Linked DNA regions of Anas platyrhynchos: region 2 is linked to region 1. Evidence: chromatin contacts called from public Hi-C data. All regions are on one chromosome and are shown on one strand. The core of a region is the stretch at or near the end of the contact, and the rest is flanking DNA. Distances in the headings are between cores, read along the strand shown.

Region 1 (5,626 bases), core at 2,367-4,866:
GGTGACATTTGAAAAGACAAGAAATTCTCAATTGACTGAAATCCATTGGGAACAGCTTCCCAGATTATCCTTCTGCTGTGACTGACAGGTCAGACCTAGTCCTAGCACTGAGCACACTGAGCATACTGGGTTGCATCCCCGGTCACTAACTCAACAGTCAACTTGTAGTACTGAGTCTACCAGACCACTAGCTGTGTGCTCCCAGGGAGCCAAGTCTCAAGTGTGGGTTCTATGCTATTGTAACATGATTTTAGAGCAGACAATGCTAAAATATGTCATGGCCCCTGACCCCCCCCCTTTTCTCCCCCAACTGCAGGTTTCTTTGATCAACTAGTTACCCTCTGACACACTTGGATCCTTTATACGAAGAACAATGCAATGCTCAATGACCAAAAAAACATATAGGGCATTTGCTGAAAAGAGTGTCTGTCAAAAGTTGTATACAGCTGGATGACTGGCCACCCATAAACTTATTCTCAGAATTAAATAAATTGTAGTAGATCCTTGGGGTCAACTCTGCTGTTTTTGGCACAGGAGGGAAGCAGTGCGCTCCGCCGTTTATAGCCTTTGCAAGTCATGCTCATAATGTCTTTCACATTACACAGGCAGAGTTTAACAACAGCTGATATTTTTCTTTATATTGAAGTAAAAACCTGGGAAGTATGCTGTCTTTCCTTCTGAAGAACAGGGGCCTGAAGATGAAGCAGACAACTGTTTGCTGCCATACACCTACTTGTTCTGTCCCTGCAGAGATTTCCCTCCCCATTGTGTTAACAAACAGGTCTTTGCTGGCCTTCCAGATATGAACTAGGACCTAAAAGAATTCAAAGAACCAATTGTGGGAAAATAAATAAATAAATATATATATATATAATAAAAAGTCTTCCAGGTCTTTGATTTTAAAATAATTTTACTGAAGTAGAACATGGGATATGAATAAAGTAATGTAATAGAAATAGATATATAATACATTTTTAATAGACTTAATAGAGAGGAAAGCCAGGATCCAGATTCTTGTAAACTTTTAGCTAAGTATGAAGCAGACCACTAGAGATGAACCTTGCCTTCAGTTGTTAAAAGTTGCAAACAATTGAGGAACCTATGGCAAGTTGCAGCATTTGTATAAGTGCCAAAAGAATGCTGCTCTAGAGCAGTTTGTTTCTTTTATGATGTATTAAATAGTATAAAAAAGCATTGTGACAATCATCCCACAAAAATCTGGTAGAATTTTATTTCATACAACTCTCTGCATTAAGATCATCTGCTTGTTTTTCATATTCTTTCCACTGTTTGTACAGATCTAACCTAACAGAGTTTTGGTCTATGACTCAATTTCTTAGATACTGTCAAGTCTATACTTTTTATTCATGAGGTTCTTCCTTTATGAAAAGATGGCCTTTTCTGGATGTCTGCAATTTTGGTGAGACAGGTGATAACACTGCAGTGCATAAATAAAACGTTTCTAAATTAGTATTGTGTTTCCAATTTCCATCAGCCTCACCATCATTCATGCAGAGTAAAAGGTTTCACTGTGGTGAACCATTTCCATATGTGATCTTTGTTGACTTCATTTGTGCAGCAGAGTTTGGAGACAGTAGACTTCTCTGAAAGGAGTGTGCCTGACTCTCTTAGGAAAAAGAAGATTCTCTGCTTCCACATAACAGAATTGACATGCTGCAGAGACAATTACTGTGTCAATTCTATTTTATCAAATTTCACCCACATGCTTGTGTAGATACATTTGAATAATTCAGAAACGATCCTGACATTTCCGTTTTTCAAATGTAAATCATATGGGTCACATGGAACAAAAAGATGAAATGCGCTTTTTGTGAAGATCTGATTTAGATTTTTTACTGTGTCTCTGATTTGAAAATATTTTGAATAAAGCATCACGCCAACATTTTGCTTTTTATTTTTCTCTTGTTTACAATTGCATAAACAGACTGAAATGTGTTCTCAATTAAATTAAAAACAAAACAAAACAACTTTGGCCTTTTTGAGGAAAACAAGGCACTACAGTATCCTTGCTGATCAAAACATTTTTATTTTTTTTCAGAGAGCCTGGTTTTTGATTTCTGTTTTCCTTTTGTCCTATTCAAACTCCAGCTTCTTATGTATTTTTGATTTCATGAGTAAAACATTTACCTGGAAATCACTAATGGTATAAGCATACAAACTTATGTTTCAAAATTGTTTTAAAATTCCCATTGTTATACCAAAAAAAAAAAAGACCCAGGTATGGATAATCAAAAGAATGCTGTGTCCCCAGGTCTGCAGAATCCAAGAAATTGCTGAAGATGTTTGAAATAGTATTTCTGTTACCTGTTTGATTGCAAATATAACCAAGAACAATTTCTTACTGGTATTGTGACATCAAACTAACTGTACAAGAGTTGTAGTACCACGCTATTCAACAACAGATTCTATATTGAAGTCTGTTAAAAATGTTTGCACAGACTAGCCAAAGAACTTCTAGCCTGATGCCCCCAAAAATGATTTCAACATTTCAAAATAGTTTAGCTCATCTTCAAAACTAGTCCATAGAAACTTGATCTGACAAACCACAGAAGCAAAACCCAGAACAAAACGTTTCCTGAATATGTGCTGCAGCAAACTTATTTGAATTAGTTTTGAACTGACTGAAACATAGTAATGGCTGTGTATGGCAAAATCAAAGTAAAACTGTTAATAATTTTTGAGTTGCTGTAACATGGTGTGTGGTATTTTCAGCAAGTATGCTCAGCAAACTCTTGAAATGGTCTCATCTGTATGCACTGCCTGATGGTATTAATGTAATTACTGTTCCTAAATATAGTTTCTAAAATGTTTAGAAAGAATACTGAACGATATATGTTCTCTCTGTATATACACTTATCTATATATACTTTATATAATATATACATGTTACATGTGTATCGACACAGAAACCCTATAGGAAGAGTTCTATGACTCTAGAACAGAGCAGCTTCTGTTGAGTGTTATGGCGTTGAGCTGAAACTGGATCGCATCAGCCTCTTGAAATCTACATTTAAGTAGATTTCTAGATTTCTGCCTAGAGAGGCTTCGGTGTTGCTTGTGGAGAGTATCAGGACAGCTACATTCAACAAGCAAGTATGTAAGAATGAAAAATGCACAGTGTTGATGCTATGCTACCTCCACAGAAGCTGTGTCTCCTGAACACTGGGGATGTCCAGCACTCTCATGTACCGGCAAACAGTGCCAATGTTAAAAACAAAACAAAACAAAACAAAACAAAACAAAACAAAACAAAACAAAACAAAACAAAACAAAAACAAACAAACAAACAAACAAACAAAAATAAACACTCAGTTTTGACATGTGCTCTGGAAATAGACGGATGATTAATTGAGGAAACAGGTATTGGGTTTGAAAATACCAATATAGACTAAATTATATTCAATAGTGTAAAATGTTGAGCTGAATGTGAACATCTGAGTGGGGAGCCCTGAAGGAGAAGAAAAACGCTGAAGACGGGAGGAGCATGACCACCAAAAATACTCTTCAGGGAAAGATCTGCTTTGCAGATTGCTCTTGCCGATAGGTGTCACTGTGAATAAAGCGTTGGCCTGGCTGCCAGGTGTCCGTGGGCACTGCAGCCCCAGTAGCGCCCTGCGGCCTCCAGGCATGGCCTGCGGGCAGGAGGGGAGTGTCAGTACCTTGCGGAGTTTGGGGCTTATTTCCGTTCGCAAAAGGGAAAAAGATTATATAAAAACTAAACGATGACTTTCAGATGTAACCAAAAGCACCATGTAGATTTAAAGGATCATATTTGGGTGAAACTGTACTTAAATGCTCACTTGTTCCTCATAAGCATTTACCACTGCATAGTGCCACATATGCCTCACGCTGTACTCCAGAAACAGCCACTATATGATCAAGTTTTTGTGTGTTTCCTTCTAGCTGGATTTTATTTTCCCAGGCATCAAAATAAGTGTATTTATATAATTTATCTGGACAGGTCAACACTACCAAGCCAGCTCTGTAGGCCCACCATGACTTGACTTGGTTGGGCAGTGGCAACCAAAGCAGCTGGGCAGAATGTGGGCAGAAGGTGACACTGCGGCCGCGGCTCTAGGGGCAAGCTCCGTGCAAGGACAAACACATGCAGGAAATACAAATGAGCGCAGATGATTATCCCTGCACAGATTTTGTTTGCAATTGTACCAATGACAGTTCATTTAGAAAATCTGGCCAGCTATTTAAAAAAAGCTTCTGGTTCAGTTTTCTGATTCAGGTAAACTGTGGTGCTACCTTCAGCTGTGGCACAGCTCCCACCTCATTCTCTGAAATTCCAGAAAGCACGTGCCAACCTGTCTCCCCCATTTATGAGACATGTAAGCACCACTTTTAGAGCCCTGGGCATGCTTCTTAGTTCCTATAAGTAAACCTCAAATGAGGATTAGCTGGAAATAGATCTGTATGGTTACGGAAAGATGGAAGCTGTAGGCATGGACAGGACAATAAACAATTGTTCCTTTCTGGGGTGTTATTATCATTATTATTTATTGGATAACTGGCATTTTCACCACTGATCTGTGTTTCATTTTCGGTGGCAGTGTGTGGAGGGTATATACAACTTACATAGCCCCATCTCTGCATTACTGCAATCAGGAAGTAATCTAGTAATCTAGCCCTGCAACATGACCACCTAATAGCAGAGTGGGAACACCCAAGATATCGGAGCTGAACAGCACTCGAGAATACCCACTGCATGTGTGTGATATTGCTTAAATAATGTAGAGGCCTCAAGATTGTGCTTCATTTTTCCCTAGTGACTAGTGAGGGTGTGTTGCATCATGACAGTGTGTTTGGAGATGTTTGTTTGTAGTTTATGACAAAGTAATTCCCTGTATGTTGTGGAGTTGCTTGCACTAAGCTCCTGCTAAAACTCGTTGAAAATTAAGAAAGATCAAAGATTAAACACAAGAATTTTCTCATGTATTCTGCATATGGTAATTGATGCAAGAAGAAAATGTGACTGTCTGAACTTCTTTGTATCAAAATAAAGAAAGATCCACATATTTTTATGGAAAGTATTTATTGCTGCTTATTTGTGTTTTACATGGTGTTGCTTGTACAGATGCACTAGGCTTCTTTTCTCTTAGGGCTTAAGGCTATCTCCAGCCTCTTTGGAGTCAGTAGTCATCCCAGTCTGGGCACCGGGTCAACTATTTAACATGCAGATCTTTGAGTGCTGAGATGTGCTTCACTCCTAGTACTTAGCACTCTTTCGTTGGTAGGCACTGTACAAACATTAGCTAATGCTTCTTATTGGCAGTGAGTGTTACCTTTCTTGTTTCTCAGGGGGAAAGCTATCCAGCCAAACTTTAAAACCACTAACCAAATCAATGGCTAGATAGCTAAAATGTTTTTGTTTTGTTTTGTTTTGTTTTTTCTATATTATTGTTGACATCACTTTTATTTTATTTTCTGGGTTTACAGAGAGGAACAATATCACACCCACGATGTAAATACTATCCAGTTACAGAAGTGAAGTGTTCAAGTTGAAAGCAGTGTAGCAGATGCCTCCTGATGGACTCCTTCAAAGCCTCCAGAGAAAAAATCAAGCATGTCTGCTGTTTTTCGCAGCAGAACTTAACAG
Region 2 (6,016 bases), core at 2,383-4,882, 46 kb before region 1:
TGAAAAAGAAGTGGCAAGGTAAAGGGGAGCTGTTGAGCCAGTTGGAGGTGCAAGTTAAACACATGAAAGAGAGCTTTGATACCAAAGAGAAGAAGCTGATCGAAGAGAGAAATAAAAGTCTTCAAACTCAGAGGTGAAAACCTTAACACTAATAGTATATTTTGTGACTGCTCAATTACTATAGAGTTGCAGTCCTAATAAGTATACAAAATGTTTATTATACAGTGACAGAATGCACAATGCTTTTTTAAGTACTTGATGAGCTCATTTCCAGTGAACAGTGTGTGTAGAAATAATTCTTGCTATACAGGCAACTTTAATACATGGAACCTGATATTCAGTTACAGTATTTGTTCTATATACTTTTTAGCTATATTCCCATTTGATTTGAAAACTATTAGAGCCTACACTTATGCCTCCTTAGTATGCTTATGTGATGGTGACGGGTATACAGTCGTCATGTGTGCTGTCCAGAGTCATGCAGTAAAGATCATCATGCACTTGAGGCACAGGCTCACAGTCTGTAACAGTCTGGAAACCAATATCCATACCCCAGAAAATGACCTAGGATGTAGGTGATGCTCAGTTGCTTGACTTCTGGCGTTATGGAGAAATATGGTAGAACACTGCCTGTGATAAGCTTAGATTGGTAGTAGGATTTGTACTTTAGCCCCCTTTCTCTTGTTTTCCTTCTTCTCAACTATTCTTAAGAGAAGACTAGCTAATTAGTAAGACTGCAAATTTATCTAGCAGAAATAACCACATTTTACTAAAGGAATGGCCTAGGATGACTAAGGTATTTTGCTTTTTAAATTAAATGCTTTTATTAATCACTCTTTCATTAATTAAGAAAGGTCATCTGATTAATAAATCAAAGAAAATACCTTGATAGTCAAGTCTGATTTAAAAACAAAACAAAAAAAACAGCAACTACACCTGAAGAAATGGTTGCAAATGGTTACACTTTTGGAATGGTTGCAAAATCAGTCATGAAACTGAAATTTAATCCAAAATAATTATTTTGTTTCAAAAATTTGGTGTAAAGTAATTCTGTAGTGGAATAAGTTGCTTTGCTTTGTTACTGCATATTTTAGAATTATCGCCTAAAAGCACAAATTGCTTGGAATCAAGGAAATGTGAAGGAGTGGCAGTGAAGTAGATACTATTTTGTTTGTGTGAAACTCAAGCCTGCAGGCAGTCTACAGGATCTCATAGTCTAGTCATTTTTTTCTCAGGAAGCAAAAGTATGATAAGCCAATATATTTGAAAACATATGGAGCTCTTAGTTGGCAGTAGCAAGTCTGAATTTTTGCATTGTTGCTAGTGATTAAATGTTTCAGCTAATGGTGATTAACTGCTTCTGTTAAGCAGAATGCCAGAAGCCCTAAATATGGTGCATGAAACTAGAGCATGCACTGGAGAAAACAAGATAACTTCTGAAGTCAGATATTGAAATAACTGTCTCTGTTCCTGTGTTGGTAAATCCTTAATGAAACGAAGAATTAGACAAAGCGAAATACTTAATATTTTTGGTTGTTTTTAAGAGTGTACCTTTCTTTATTTTTTAGGATTGCTATGGAAAAGCTTCATGAAATGGATGATGCTTTTAGAAAACAACTTGAGTCAGTGTTGGCAGCTCATGAGGCAGAACTAGTGCAGCTGGCAAATGAAAAGCAAAAACAAATTGAAGCAGCAAATGAAAAAGTAATTTTGATACTAGATAAATGTTTATTCTACTTGTATTTTATCCTTCTTTGCACACTAAGAGAATACCTAGAACTGTACTGTCATGGGGTTCTGTGTTCAAGAAAAGTTGTACACTGCGTCACTGTTACTAATCAATACCCTACTATTATTTTTGCCTGTATAGATAAGGAATGTTTATTATACCAGATACTCCATTTAACTCACCCATGCCTGTGTTAACAGTTGTTTCTCTTGCTATATATTGCATTCTTTCTAGATGTGACAGACTGGTACTTTTTCTACACAAGTAGATATTTTAGTTTTGATACATTACTAGCAATCTCTTAGTAAATTAATACGTTTTTAAACAAAATTCTGCTATTGCAAATTTTGCTTACTGGCAAAATTGCTATACTTATTTAACTGTCTGATACCATATGCCATCGACTTTTTCTGATTCAGAGATTTTTGTCCTGTCATGTCTTTATTGGTGGTGTTTTATCTAGCTCCTTAAGAAAATACTTATTTATGACTACTACTACTGTTAAATATATTTTTTCCTTTCCGTAATATAAAGTTTAAAACAAGTTTTTTAAGTTCCATAAGCATGGAACTCCTCCATTTCTTATCAGCGTTAAAAATTGGCAAGATTATATGTTCATTGGTGTATTAAGGATAAGCAAGAATTATATTTGATCTGTATATGCTTTCAGGTTTACTGTGTCGAAGAAGAAATGCGTCAGCTTCTACAGGAAATGGCAAACAATAAAAAAGCCATGGAAAATAAAATCAGACGAATTACATCTGCTCTGAGCGACATTCAACAGGATCTTTGAAGCTTTATGCCTTATATTTGAGAGTTGTCCTTCATTAATACACTTTTTAGTGTATGTATTAATTTAAACAAATGCACTACAGTGCACTTTTTTCCTTGTTTGCTTTGAAGTGCTTCCAGAGAATAAGTCTTTGTGAAGAATTTTGAAGGTTTGAGAATCAGACAAATATTTATATAGTGTTTTCATAATAAATATTTTTTCTAACCTTTGGTTATTTTTTACTATTCTGTGAAATTAGATCAGAATCAATCTATTACTGACATCATCATATGAATGAGGCATTAATGTTCTTAATAAAAGAATGTAAAAACGAGATTTTCTAGATGCAAGAATACAAAAGTATATGAAGACAAGCTTTAAGGTTTCCTTCATCTGAATGGAGATTCTTGTAATAAGAGATCCAATAATTTACCTGAAAATGTTTAATCTGCCCTCGTTGCAGCAAGTGGCTTCTAACCAGGCTTTATGGAAACAACTCATAAGCCTTATGCTAATATGACTGTTCTAACATTTACATGATAGAGACTTCAACATCTTCATCTATTTCACTTAGGGGCTCAGAAGCCCCTAAATGTTAATTTTACTGCACTATCACTGGAAGTACTTAGTGCTGTGGTAGTAATTATAATGTCATATTTGTTGGTACACCAGGTGGAGCTATTTCTTCCCACCTTGCATCTCACAGTAGTTAAAGCAGGGTCAGATAGCACAAGTGACAACAGACGCTACTAACCTGATTTCAGTATCAGCTTGTTCTGAACCCCCACATGTGCACTGTAATGTTGTATAGGTAATTTAAAAAAAATAAATAAATAATGCTAATGACAGGCCACAGACCTTTGGTTAATTGTGCAAGGCCTGTTGGGCTTGTTACCAACTTGTTATGAGAACTTGCCGTATGAAGCAGAGGCTGGAACACCTGCCTCTTGTTACGAGGAACAGCTTAAGCATGGGATGGTAGCAGAGGCCTTGAAAATATGGGCAGAAGCTGAAGCAGAGGCTGCAGCACCACAAGTAACTCACAGCTGCTGCTATCTTTTAAAAAGCACAACCTTGGGAGGTGGGAAAAGACTGCTTTTGCTTTAAGAAAGGAATCTGCAGTGAAGAAAAAAAAAAAAAAGGTGGAGGTCAAGGGCTGGGAATTGTTCAGACATTGTGTACTGCCTTATAAAAGAGGAATATCCTAGGCTTCTGGGAGGGGGCAGAAAGAAGACACCCGCTTTGGTGCTGGTTCCTTGCATTCAAGGGTTCCTGCATCTGGCCACTGAGACCAGCAAGGAGCAGAGACATCAGTACTTACAATGGGTCATCCGCTCTCTGGTAACGTACTTTCCCAGCTAATGTATAAGTGTAATGATAAAGGGCTGACTTCTTTGAATCTATGTAATAACTGATAATATGTAGTAATGAATACATGGGGTAACAGCAAGGGGCAAGAGCTAATGCAATTGTGTGTCAGTCTAGTAAATCTTGCTGTAAAGTTTAAAATTAGTTTAATTTATTTGTTGCCTACTATCACAATAATCTCTTGATTCCCTGATGATAGTATCTCAATGCTACCTAAACGCAGAAGAAAATGTCTTCTCATTCTTAACTTGTGCTCTGCACACGGGCTTCTTCAGAAGCCACGTTATGTGAAAAAATACTAATCTGGAAAACTTTCTATAACAGTTACATGAATGTCACATAGAAAGGTTGCAGTACTCACGGAGCACTTCAGAGCATTTTCTGTTACGACTTTTATGTGTTTCTTTGGGCGTTTTTCTTACTATCTGACAAGGTTACACTTCAAGTGAAATAATTGAATACGGGGGATGTACCAGCAAGGTAAAAGAACTTTGTACCCTGATTTGATTTATTAATGTCAGCTTCAGATTTTTTCCCTCCAAAACTTTTAATTCTGAAATTATTTCCTGATTTTGTCACAGGGAGGAGCTACTGCTTTTCACCATAACTCTTATTGTTCTTTGTTCTTGGCTCAGAAATCTCATACCGTAGCACCTGGGTATGTACGTGCTGTGGTAGTGTTTGTATTGTTTGGTTTTCATGGGTCTAATTCTCCCTCTGGCATTGCTTCCCTCTTTTTTTTTTTTTTTTTTTGGTCTTTTCCAATACTACTTCCTTCTTGCAGTGCTTCTCTAAAATCCACAGTGTAGGAATTCTAAAGCTTCTCTACTTTTAACATAACAATGTAGAGAAAAACGTTTATCTGAATGGAGACTCCTGACACACATAGTCAGATGCCAGTGTGAGGGACAAGGTAAGCATCCCCTACTGGCCGTGCCTTTGTTTGGAGCATCACTGTGCCCTGTGTCTTGTCTCACCTGCGTGCTCCAGCAGCTAGGGCTGAGCTGGGGTCTGAGAGCCAGGGAGGGCTGCTGTTTTTTGGGGGCTACAGGTGCTGTGCTGGTTGTGAAGGGCTTCAAGCAAAGTTTCTCAGCTGCTAGAATCATATGACAGCTCAGGTTAAAAGGGACCTTAAACATCACCCAGTTCCAACCCCCCCTGCCATGGGTGGATACCACCCATTGGACCAGATTGCCCAGGACCTCATCCAACCTGGCTTTGAGCACCTCCAGGGATGGGGCATCTACAACGTGTCTGGGCAACCTGGGCCAGTGCCTCACCACCCCCACAGTGAAGAATTTCCCCTAACCTCTAATCTAAATCTCCCCTCTTATAGTTTAAAACCATTTCCCCTTGTCCTGTCGTTATCTGACTGAGCAAAGAGTCGCTCCCCATCTTTTTACAAGCCCCTTTAAGTACTGAAGGGCCTGAAGGAGGTCTCCCCGGAGCTTCTCTTCCCCAGGCGGGCCACCCCCGTCTCCCTCAGCCTTTCCCTCTAGAAGAATTGCTCCAGCCCCTCGACCCCCATCCGGCAGCAGCCGGGGCAGGGGCACTCCGCGTTCACTACGGACGCAGCTCCGGCGCCCACACCCAACCCAAGAGGCCCCGCCTCGCCGCGGACAAGCCGTGGTACGGGGGGGGGGGGGGGGACCCCTCGTCAGGCCCCCACACACCCCCCCAAAGGCCCCGTCCCGGTGCCGGGCCGCCCCGCGGGCCCCACCACGCCGGTGTCCAGGCAACGGCGGCCCCGTCACTTCCTGCGGCGCCGCCCCTCCCGCCGCAGCCCCCGGGCCGGCTCCGTTCCGGGCTCGGGCTGTTGCGGCGGCGGCCACACGTGGCGCGGCCCCGCGGGCGGGCGGGCTGGCGGCATGGCCGCGGCGGCCGAGGCGGGTGGTGGCGGCAGCAGCAGCCGTCACGAGAAGAGCCTGGGGCTGCTGACCACCAAGTTCGTGTCGCTGCTGCAGGAGGCCAAGGACGGCGTGCTGGACCTCAAAGCGGTGCGCGGCGGGCGGGCAGCGCCGTGCTGCCGGGGCTCCGGGGCCCCGCGGCGGGCCCTCGGTGCGCGGAGGTCGCGGGTGCTCGGCTGGCACAGCCGCGGGGCGGGGGCCCCCTCGCCGCTTCTCGGGTCGTGAGGGGAGCGCCGGGCT

What was found. Hi-C and Micro-C count contacts between places; a contact is called where the count stands out from the background.
Region 2: a contact with region 1 is called in a Hi-C map of liver, with 2.1 times the contacts expected there. The contact joins the promoter of E2F5 here to the enhancer-like site in region 1. A contact is called at or near these places in 3 of 8 Hi-C or Micro-C datasets (liver, skeletal muscle and subcutaneous adipose tissue).

The regions. Positions count from the first base shown.
Region 1 is chr2:28,071,136-28,076,761 of IASCAAS_PekinDuck_T2T, reverse strand. No RefSeq gene overlaps it. Among named protein-coding and RNA genes, the nearest start is that of RBIS, 23 kb to the left of the region's middle. Within about 2 kb of position 3,616, at least 1 of the 8 cell types and tissues checked has an H3K27ac peak or open chromatin away from gene starts, as enhancers often do. A contact at or near this core is called in subcutaneous adipose tissue, where this site is marked.
Region 2 is chr2:28,116,888-28,122,903 of IASCAAS_PekinDuck_T2T, reverse strand. E2F5 (E2F transcription factor 5) reads left to right here and starts at 3,632. Exons shown (of 9, transcript XM_072034482.1): 1 at 3,632-3,842. LRRCC1 (leucine rich repeat and coiled-coil centrosomal protein 1) reads left to right here. Exons shown (of 19, transcript XM_027452424.3): 17 at 1-133; 18 at 1,569-1,704; 19 at 2,400-2,731. The coding sequence ends at 2,522. LOC140001846 (a long non-coding RNA gene) reads right to left here and starts at 5,506. Exons shown (of 4, transcript XR_011807429.1): 1 at 4,847-5,506.